2 separate regions of the Mus musculus genome follow, and region 1 is linked to region 2. The links are chromatin contacts, called in public promoter capture Hi-C maps. All regions are on one chromosome and are shown on one strand. Each heading gives the region's core, a stretch centred on a gene start, on an enhancer-like site or on the middle of the called end of the contact. The rest is flanking DNA. Distances are from core to core; before and after follow the strand shown. Region 1 holds the start of Tmem47 (transmembrane protein 47). Region 2 holds the start of Cfap47 (cilia and flagella associated protein 47).

Evidence for each region. Promoter capture Hi-C pulls out the DNA fragments that hold promoters and counts their contacts.
Region 1: a contact with region 2 is called in a promoter capture Hi-C map of hippocampal neurons, with 8 times the contacts expected there. The contact joins the promoter of Tmem47 here to the promoter of Cfap47 in region 2. A contact is called at or near these places in 4 of 39 promoter capture datasets (cranial neural crest, hippocampal neurons, liver and 1 more) and 1 of 115 datasets of contacts at active chromatin or transcription factors (astrocytes).

The regions. Positions count from the first base shown.
Region 1 is chrX:81,068,581-81,074,140 of GRCm38.p6, reverse strand. Tmem47 (transmembrane protein 47) reads right to left here and starts at 3,497. Exons shown (of 3, transcript NM_138751.2): 1 at 2,981-3,497. The coding sequence starts at 3,206.
Region 2 is chrX:79,513,237-79,518,942 of GRCm38.p6, reverse strand. Cfap47 (cilia and flagella associated protein 47) reads left to right here and starts at 1,592. Exons shown (of 65, transcript NM_001368718.2): 1 at 1,592-1,852; 2 at 2,945-3,096; 3 at 4,249-4,364. The coding sequence starts at 1,658.

The sequences.
Region 1 (5,560 bases), core at 2,248-4,747, 1.6 Mb before region 2:
TTCTCCCTTTTCCCAGTTGTCTTCCTAGAAAACATACAAGCAAAGATAATGCCAGTGCTATCCTTCATATCGCGAATTGAGACTCTAGTGAAAAGCTTTCTGGCTGACTGACAACCCGATTACTGCTTTCTACTAGAAGTGCTGACGCAACCTTCAATAAAACAGGACACAAGAGGCATGGCTCTGCTCTAGCTTAAAACCACAAAAACAGTTATCAACAGCAAACTAGGCATATTTGGTACCAAAATTCAAATGCAAGTTTGAAATCATGGCTTAGGGGGATGTTTCAGTAGAAACTGGGCCTAAGTAGGGAATGTTGTTTTCAGAAGAAAAACATTCCAGAATTTTTCCTTCTTGAAAGAAAACCTTGTCTAATTAAAACAAAGGTTTTTAATTAAGTCCTGAAGATCCTGGCGAAGTAAAACTGTCCTTGGTGGGTTTTCCCAAAGTAATTGATTTTCCAGAGAGAATGAAGTCGATCTTTAAAAATCTTCAGAAAGACATTTTGCTCCTATCCCTCTGCTACTCTGTACAGCAAACAGACTAAATAAGCTGCCCACCATTGGAACAGACAAGGACAGCATTCCTGGGCTGATCCTAGTGTCCCTCTTTGTCTTAAAACACTGCTTGATAGAAGCTTCAAGTCCATATAACATCTCTAGGAGCACATTTTCTAAGTGGCCACAGCAATTTTCTGTGTTTTGGCCCTTCCCTTCACAACTTTTCTGCTACCACACAAAGTCAAGAACTTCCACATAACTTGTACTACTTGTAACACATCTTGTCATCTTTTAGAGGGACAGAAAACTATTTTTTTCAAGCAAATTGAAGCCAATGAACCCAAGTTGAAGGACATGGAGATAGAATAAGGGGCGTAGGCTGGGGCGGGGGTGGGGGGCTCAGAAAGCATGCTTGCCTTTGATTTTCCCTTTCCACAGTCCTATGGACACCATATTTGCATTAAGCTTATGTCTCCGTATTTGCCCAGCTGAAATCTTTGGGGTTTTTTTGTTTTTTTATTCTTTTATTTTTCTTTTTGGTCCAGTTACAAATTTCTTTGTAGCTAAAATCAATCGGTATGGAGGCAATTAAGGAAAGATTAGCAAACAAACTGAAGCTGCTTTTCGTCCATTCCCCACATTCCAAGCCAAGAGAAAAGGATAATAGCCTAAAAAGCAAATGGGAGCTGAAGCTGGTTTCTCCAACCTATCTGAAAAGTCTTTATGCAATCAGAGGGCTATTATTTCAGGAGACAGAGTGAAGGGGGCAAAAGATTCACGTTGCTAAGGAGATCTGCTGAAGCTGGCATTCCTACATAAATTTCCATTTCTATTGAAGGGAGAAAGAAAAGATATTTTTTCCAAAGTTTATTTGGAGCCCCTGGTTACCAAAGAAAGGCATTTTGTGGGTTTATTTTATCTTCAGTTGTAAACAACTAATCCTGAAAGAATTAAAAAGCCTGAGTGTTGACCTCCTGCTGCCAACCAGTCCCCTTCACTAAGAATCAATCAACAAAGAAAGCCTTCAATAGGTATTCTGAGGTAACAGCAAAGAAAAAGCCTTTGTAAGCACAAAATTAAATTTCTGGAAGAAATTTAACTAAGTGAACTAATTTCTCCTATAACAAAAAACGTAAGACAAAGAAAAGTCGGATTTGTGTGTGTGTGTGTGTGTGTGTGTGTGTGTGTGTGGTCTTTGTGCTATTTCAACTTTATTAGAACTTGAAACGTTTCCAGCAAAGCTTAAAAAAATTGTTTCAGAAAAGACTTGAAACTATCAAGAAGGGATTTAATGAGTTTCTCAGGTCAGTGTGTGAGTGTGAGCGTGAGCTTGTGCGTGTGTGTGTGTGTGTGTGTGTGTGTGTGTGTGTGTGTGTGTGTGTGTTAGCGCGCGCCAGCATTAAAAAGAAAAAAAAAAAAAAAAAGCACCCAGCAGAGCCTCCCTTTTACATTCCTTAATCTGTGCACACAGCAGCAGCTGAAGAAACAGAATTCAAGTAGCAATAGTTTTCAGCAAGAAATTGGAAGTTGGCAAATTCTTAGGAATGGGACTCTGGAAATGGGGTTAAAAACAAAACAAAACAAAAACAAAAACTAGAGGATCAGGAAGAGAATAAAGCCACAAAGTCCCTTTGAGCTAGTAGCCACAATGGCTACCGCCTACTCTACCCCGTTTCCCATCCGCACACAATTTTCACTGCTTGCTGAATGAAGCAGAACTTTCCAGGCAACTGTGAGTAACTAGCTCAGAGAAAACGGAGTGGAAGAAAGGGGAGTTTCTTACTGTGGGAGTGAAAGAAAGGAAACTCAGAAGCAACAATGGTGTCGCCAAAAAAGGAAAGAAAATTCATCAGTCTCTCCTGACTCTCGGTATCCCTCCCCAAAATTTAAAGGGGAAATACACACACACACACACACACACACACACACACACACACACACACACACACGAAAATTCACTCGGGAAAAGCCAGGTGTCTTAGTCAGGGTTCCTAGCCAATACACCAGGTAAAGTGAAATAGAATAGGGGGAAATGTGGGCCTTCAGGAAAACTTGGGCAAATTTCTCTTAGAGGGTTGGAACAGAGAACCCACACAGATTTGGAGCGTTTTACCCATTTCTTTTCTAACGGGGGTGTGGAAGGCATTGCGTCTTTTACACAGCCACATGGTTCTCGCCCTCAATGATAACAATTGCCCAAAATAGCAGACGTGTTACTCCAAAACTGGAGGGATGAGCAAGGGAGGAGTAGAGGGCGTAGGAGGTCTCTGGAGTCTTGCCTACCCGGACCCCTTCGAGAGAGGGGCACATGCAAGAGGGTCCTGGGGTCCAAGGGCCGAGAAGGTAGGGCAAGGAGGCAGGGAGGGGAGCGAAGGAAAGTGGGGGAGGTGGCTCCCAGAGAGGCGGTGGCAGCGGAGGAGCCCAGGATGGCCACGCGGGAGCAAGGGGCGCGGCACCGGAGGTGGGGTGGGGGCGCTCACCGCTGCCGAGAGTGGATTCGCAATGCCAGATATCCAGGTTGGCGGGTTTCCGGCAGGACTCCCACAGGGACAGGTAGTACTGGTGGTCCGCGGTGACCCAGGCCGGGCTCAGAACAGCTCCCAGATCCAGACACAGCGCCAAGAAGATGCACACCAGCCCGACCAGCTTGAGCGGGGTCAGCACCGACACTCGCACCTCTTCCATGCCGCTGCCAGCCGAAGCCATGCCCGGGCGCCGCTGCCGCCCTTCCCGACGCAAACGAGGACGCCAGGAGGGTCCGAAGAGCCTGGAGCGGGACCTCCCGAACAGGAAAGCGGCGCTAACCGCGCCAAGAAGTCGTACCTTGGGTCTCAGTTAAGCACACCGAGTGGTCAACTGGACTTGCCTAGCTGGGACGCCTGGCCCTAAGGAGGTCGTCCGCTGCTGCAGCGACAGCAAACGCAGAGAGAATCTTCAGCAAGCGATCAGCCCGCGCCCGCGCCCGCGCCTGCTCCTCCCTGGCGCGGCCAACCTGGCTCCGCCCCAGCCCCGCCCCAGGCTGCGGGAGGCGGCGCCTTAGGAGAGAGACTGAGGGTCTGCACCCGGACGGCGGAAGGCTCTGGCTCCCGCCGGTCTCGCCACTAATCCCTTGGTCACTGCGCGCAGCAATTCTTCTCTGCAGCCAGCCGGACCGCGGTTGCTCCGGGGTCGCTCCCTCGCCCTGTCTCCGGGTCACGTGGCTTTTCCTTTCCTAGGGAACAGGGACTGACCATTTTTCTAGTTCTCTTCTTGATGTGGCTTCCTAGGCTGTGGCCTTTGGAGAAAAGATGGGTTCCACACAGGGCGATGTTCTACCCTCTTGCTAATCAATTCACATCCGGAATGAGGTTGTGGAAGGAGGGGAAAAGTAACACTTCCCACTCTGAACCCAGGACGAGCCCTGGAGACACCCTTCCATCCCTACCTTCCAGCTCCAAATTAAGTCAGTTCTCAATCTGAAAACAGCCTTTGCTCTCCTCTGAAGGGCAAGAGAGAGATAAAATGAATGAGAGATTTCACAAAGTGTAAACATGAAGCTAGCCAGGCATTGGTGGCTCACGCCTTTAATCCCAGCACATGGGAGACAGAGGCAGGCGGATTTCTGAGTTCGAGGCCAGCTTGGTCTACAGAGTGAGTTCCAGGTCAGCCAGGGCTACACAGAGAAACCCTGTCTCAGAAAAAAAAAAAAAAAAAAAAAAAAAAGACAAGCATAAAGCTAGCCCTATTTGCAACTCTGCTGTTCTGTCCTTTATAATTTGGCTAAAATCCCTAAATTTCTCTTCACTGTGTTCAGCTAGATCTGAATTCCTACCCTCGGTGATAAGCTTTCCCTGTTCTTCCACAAGCTCTACTACATTTCCCTGTTCTTCCACAAACTCTACTACAGGGCCTGAGATAAGAAGCTGTGATATAAGGATCCTGAATGGAACTAATGCATCTACATAGATTTTTCATTAAATTGACTTACACAAGGACTCTTCAAAGGGCATTGCCTTGGTTCTTGAGGAGGGGCTTCACGCTTTTGGCTGATTTATGAGAACTGCACACCCCTTGAAACTGGATTTGTGGTTTGTAATTGTCAATTCAAAGTGATTGGGGATGGGAGTTGTTTCATGCCTTTTTTTTTTTTTTCAACTACTTTCCCTCTTGCCTAAAAGAAAAAGAAAAAGCAATTTAATGTTCAGATCATTGTCTAAGAGTGTTTCCAGATCATTTACCTTTTCAATAACTTAGTGTGAAAGTCAAAAATGAGGACACTGACCTGAAGAATGCCCCTTGGCGTGCTTCTCACCCCTGACATAATACCTCAACCTTAATGGCTCTCATACTTTCTGTGCAGGGATAAGGGGGTCCTTAACACTCATTCTCTTCTAACATCCTCTTTGCACAGGCATAGCACATTTTGACAAGAACACTTGGAGTGGAAGAAGCAATCAAAGTAGTATCAGGTGATCTGAGAAAAAGAAGAAGCCCCAAGTAGAATGAAACCCAAAGTTTTCTTAAAACTATAAATAGGAGAGCTGGCTATTTTTTTACTCTTCAACCATTATCAGGTTAATTTCTTCAGGAGGCACCAAAAACAAGCAAGGAACACACTCAAAATTGTTTCTTCCAGTGTAGAGGAATGCTAGGGCAGGTGGTGAGGCAGGAGTGGGTGGATGGGTGGGTGGGTGAACACCCTCACAGAAGCAGGGTGAGAGGGGATGGGATAGGCTGTTTTCAGAAGGGAAACCAGGAAAGGGATAACATTTGAAATGTAAACAAATAATAAAATACCCATTTTTTATTTTTTATTCTTTTTAAGGAGCTCCTTCCTTTACCTAGGTCTTCCAAATGCTTCTTTGATGCAGGGTTAGAGTACTAAGTGCCCCATACCTTGCTAAAACAGATCCTTATAAAACACTGAAAATTTCCAAACCTGAAGAATGAACTCTGGTGACTAGGGCTGTGACATTTCCTTTTGCTCAGATTTACACTTGCAGATTTATAATCCAAAAATAATCTTTAGGAAATTTTCCTAAGCATACTCCAGGTTATAATGACATTGTTTCACCCTCCAA
Region 2 (5,706 bases), core at 343-2,842:
TGGATTTTGATGGATTATTTTGTCTTTGTTTTAGTTTTGGCAGGTGCTGCTGTTTCTGTGCTGAGTTTTACAGCCTGGTTTCATCATGGAGACAGCTGTGCTAAACTCTCCAGGCATACTAAGGTCTGTGGCTCTTTTATACTTTGACAATTTCTAGTACTCAGTGTGTCACTAGGATTTTACATCTATCATTGATTCTCATTGTGGAGCAGTATTTTAGGATGTATGTATTATAGATTTTTTTTATTCATCACTGAGTTATTTTCATTGGATTATTTCAGGATTTGATTAATAGAAATAAAATTCATATTTGCAATACTGAAGTTTTATATGTAAAAAGTTGTATTTCTCTAGAATAAATGCCCATGAATACAACTTGTAAATTGCATGGCAGTTTTGTGACTTGCTTAATAAACATTTTCAAAACTGTTTTACAGAGTGTTTTCAAAACTTTAAATTCTCACTAAGTATTAGTGGAGTCTGGTAGCTCAGGCCTATTAAACCATACCATTCTGGAGGCTAAGGGATGAGGATGGCCAACTACCTTCCTGTTGCAACTGACAACAACAATTCCAATAAATGAGCAAGTTGACTTTATACTTTATACTTAAACAATAACTTCAAAAATTACTCATCAAATAGCTAATACCATTTCTAAAGCCTCTATAATCAGAGTATAGGCCACTGAACACCATGATTGAAATCCTCTGGGAATCCTGCACGTGCAGATTCTTGGGCAATGCTCCAGATATTGCAGATTATGGAATAATAAATCATAGGATTGCCTTTATATGAGGTGTGTGTATTTCATTTCTTTAAATTTTAATTATATAGAGTTTGAGAATGTCACTCAGTGGTAGAATGCTTGCATGCTTAAGACAGTAAGTAGATCTATTCCTTAGAATTGTGAGAAAAAAGAAAGCAAAATATTTTCATTAAAGTCACAAAGAACTTATTGCATACCATGGATAGACTTGTTTATTTACTCATCTCTATTGATAAATTTTATATTAATCCAATAGTTTGACCTTACAAAAAACACAGAAATGCTGGCCTAGCGGCCACTGACACTATCCTCCTTATTAAAACCCTTCATTTCAGTCAAATGTGGCTGCCTTAATAAGCACATCATTTTCACTAAGCTTGCCCTAAAAGAAAATCCTGGAAAGTGCCCATTATACCAAATGCCACTTTGAAACCCTGCCAGGCCATGTCTGTATTTGAGGCTGGTGTAAATTATTTTCAAATTGTTTTGTTGACACTTGCCACCCAGTTCTTAGTTCTGTTCCAACTGCCACCTTAAGGCCTTGGGTCATACCATTGAAGGGGCGGGGTTACTACTACTGCGCATGCGCAAGCTTCTGTTGCAGGGTCAGGGACAGAGGAGAGGGTTTTAAGGTCTGATGTGAGGGTAGCATAATTTCCCTTGTAGATGGAGCAAGCGGCAGATCCACGTGGGGGGCCTGGTCGGGGCGGGACAAGCACTGGAGACTTCTGGGTGAAGAAGGCTGAGGACAGCGCGAATGGTCCCGCCCACGCGCACGTGGGATTCCAACCGTTGGTTCCTAGTGCTTGTTACCTAGCTACATCTGTTGTCTCTCGCCAGTCGGGAGTTGGTCAAGTCCGCACCTGGTTGCTGGCTCTTTAGAGGGCTGTAATGGATGCAGAGCGGGGCTCAGTAGCCCCTCGGGATATAGATACCCTTAAGAAGGAAGTTCAGCTGCGGGTAAATCCCCTGGTGCTGAAGTTCCAGGATGCAGTATCTGGGAAAGTATACCGCCTCCCTCTTACTGTACACAATTTGGGCCGTTGGAACCAGAAGATCAGGTTTCAAGAGCCATCGAAGCCACAGGTGACACTTTAAGGGTACTGAAAGCTTCCTGGTAGCCTCCTCACTTGAGCACTTGAGCATTCCTTTGGCCAAATATCAAAATCTATGCCTCTGAGGAACTGGAGGAAGGATTGTATTTGCTGACGGGAAGCGGGGGTGGGGGTGGGGGTGGGGTGGGGGTGGGGGGTGGAGGGAAGGGAGAAGGAGGAAGAAATGTGTGAAGGTGTAAAGAGTGGGGCAGAGACAGGGAGATAGAGGAGAGAAACTCAGAGGGACTGTAAAGGAGAGAGAGGGAGGAAGACTGAGAGGAACGGAGAAAGGCAGGGAAAGAGGGAGTGAGAGGAGACAGGAGGAGGAATGGAAGGAAGGGAGAGAAAGAGGGAGAAAGAGAGGAAGGGAAAGAGGGAGGGAAGAAGGAAGAGGAAAGGGCAGGGAGATGGAGGTGGAGGAGAAATAATGATGAAAAGTGGGAGACAGAGGAAAGGAAGGAGGGAGAAAGGGAGGGATTGGAGAAACACCTCTGCTTCAAGTTCAAGGAATAGGGGAGAGACTAGGTACGGCAAAGCTGATAGAAAATATGATTCTTCATATTGTGTTTAGAAAGGCCTCATTCCCGTTTTTATTTTTAATTGACAAAAAGTTACAGAATTATGAAGCATTATGCATACAATGATGGTTACTACCTACTTGTAAGAATTCCAATTCTGTATGCATGTCTTCATGATTCTGAAATTGTCTTGAAACCCTAGGAGAAAAAAAAATTGAAGTATTATTGTTAATTACCATGTAGATACATAAAGTTCTTGATTCCTCAAGGAATTATTAATTGAGGCATTAATGGAAAGGTTTGTGCCATAATCCATTTATAAAGTACTAAGATAAAAAGGGCATTTTTAATACAGTCCTAATCATCATTCCTCACAAATATATACAATTATCATTTATTAGTTTAAAGTTTTTTTTCAGTTTGAAGTTTTAAAAAGTTTTTTTTTTTAAAGCTAAGTGGGGATAAGATCTATGCTTGATAGTAATGCACACTCCATAGCTATAGTTGCATCTAATCATTCCTTATAAGGAACTAATAGTGTTGACTTCATCTTTTTTCCACAAAAGTTCAAATTGTTGTTGACCAGTCTGGATAAGGAGCTTGCTTCTGGCCTTCAGATGACAGCAATGGTGGAATATCATCCTAATAAAAATGAAGACATGTCTGATCACATCTTTATTTCTGTAGGAAATAAAGTCCTAGATATTCCTCTATTTGGGTATGTAATTAAAGTACTAGATATTCCTCTAATTGGGTATGTAATCGGCACATCTCTGTTCTATAAGAAGTTTGTTGTTACTAAGTTGTACTAATAATTTAAGAGCATCCTGAAAAATAGAGCTTATACTTTAAATATAAACTCAGTATGTCATAGGATTTCTTCCTATGTGACAATGAATTTTAAAAGATATCTGAAAATGCACACTACATATATGCTACGTGTGAGCACATTAAATTAAAGACACATGTAACAAATCAACTTTCTTTGTATAGAGATGTTGTTTTATACCCCATACATATTTTGATCATCCTGATCCAGAATCCCCTGTGAAGAGAGGCCCTCAATTGAAGTTCTTTATTATCTTGTAGTCAAGTCTGTGGGTGTGTTTTCTTGAGTAATGATTGGTGTGGGTGGGTCCAGTCTACTGTGGGCAGTGCCTTCCCTGGCCAGATGATCATTTTTAAGAAAGCAAGCTCAGCAAGCCATAGGGGAGCAATCCAGTAAGTACTGTTCCTGTGTGCTTCATGCCTCTGCTTTTGCTTGAGTTCCTATGCTGTCAGCCCTCAATGATAGAGTGGAATCTAGATATGTAGACCAAATAAATCCATTCCTCCCTAAGCTGGTTTTCGTCAGTATTTGCTTTATGACAGCAACAGAATATAAGTATAATATTCCCTAAATGTTCTGTTATAGTATCATTCCTTTCTTTAATTTAACATTTATTTAATTTAACATTCAAAGTATTGAAGTCAGTTCCTTCTTTTTTAACAGGTTTCTAAACATTTAATGTATTTGGAGATTTTCAAAAGGAATTTCAAATATGTTAGAGTAACACTAAACTGAGATAAATGAGTAGTCTGTTAAATAATATTTATAAAGTACAATTTTCCTTGTTAAAAATAGGGCGTATTAAAGCTTACATATGTTATTGTATGACTTTTCATGTTGACAGCAGTGTTATCAATGGACCCATAGATAAACTGAAATGGCTTTTTAGGAGTTAAAGATGTATATAAAGTGTATGTGAGTTTGTGTGTGTGTGTGTGTGTGTGTGTGTGTGTGTGTATGTGTGTAGTCTCCATGGACCTAACTATGAAGATGTTACTAATTGGTTGAACATAATTGTGTGCTTCCTCTCTTCTCTTTTAGGCTGATTCCAGTCTGTCAGCTGGAAATTGTACCAGTAGTTGATTTTGGCACATTGGTTGCCAATAGTAAAGTGCATTGTAAAGAGATTACTATTATTAACCGTGGCAAAGCTCCAGGTAAATGTGGCTCACACATTTAGAAGAGTTACAATTATTATTTTAAGTGTGCATATTGTATAATAGATTTTCTGAGTCATCAAGAAAAGAAAAGATGTCTGTCATTTGTAATAGTTGAAAACCAAAGTCCCCCAAAGACTACAAAGGCTAGATACTCAATCATTCAGGAAAATTGAACCTGCCTCTTAAAATCTGTATTATCACAACCTCTTTGTTATATGACTGGTGACTTTCCTGAGAATGACAGGCAGAATTATGTTATAGAAGTAATGCTATTGTTAGGCTCATCCAGAGACTTAACTAGACCTCAGTGCCTTACTCTTTAGGTATTGGACAAGTGTTTTTAAAGAAATTGAATTTGAGATTTTCTTTGTCATGAGGGGAGAACAGTTAATATATGATGGTTACTTAGTATATACCTAAATTTTTGGTATAATCCCTGTTTCATCATGGACATGAAATATATCCTCTTTGTCATACTCAAATTGCCATTCATAACATGATCCCTTGAAGGCTTTTATTAATCTATTCATTTGTCACTGAAAGAACACTTTTCTCCAGATTAGATTATTTTTAGAATTTTTTATTGTGGCCCAGATGTTTTCATAAAAGTCTGTGTTGTCAGATACAGTTTTTATTGATGATACCCATGGCTATAGTCTGTCATCATTTTGATTAGATGGTCAACATCATTAAGCGCAAGATTGCCTTGTCTCCCAATCTAATATGAGGACGAATAGTAGATAGGCTCTGTCTCCCTGAGACTGCATGATGAATACATAAGGAGATCTTAATTACAAACCTCTTTACCTCTATACTGTTTTTTCTTAGCTGCCCACTTGAACATTGGAAATTATTAACGCAAAGCCAATATATCCCATTACATAGTTCTTCAAAAGATACACAAGCATAAAACTGATAGCTATTTCTATTTAAATCATATTCGTTTAGCTTTTAGTGATTTGGTTTTTTGATAGGTGAATATTCATTGCATGGGAGCACAAAGAGAATATTAGGTTCATTTTTAGTTTCACTGCAATGTGAAGAATAGAGTCTCTTGAGGCAAGTGGTTAAGATTCTTTGATTCTGAAGACTCTTAATATTTTGAGTAATATTTGATTGAAAAAAATGGTTTGCTTTTCAAATTCTTCCTTCATAATCATTTAGGGATATATCCATTTTAATCTAAAATCTCCCCAAGTTATAGTTGTGTTGCATATGAAATGTCTCTGAATTAAAATTCAGGTTTAATTTGAATGGAATATTAATGTATTTTTTCAATGACACAAATGAAAACTGTACACCAGGATAAATATTTTTTGCAAAAAAACAAAAACAAAAA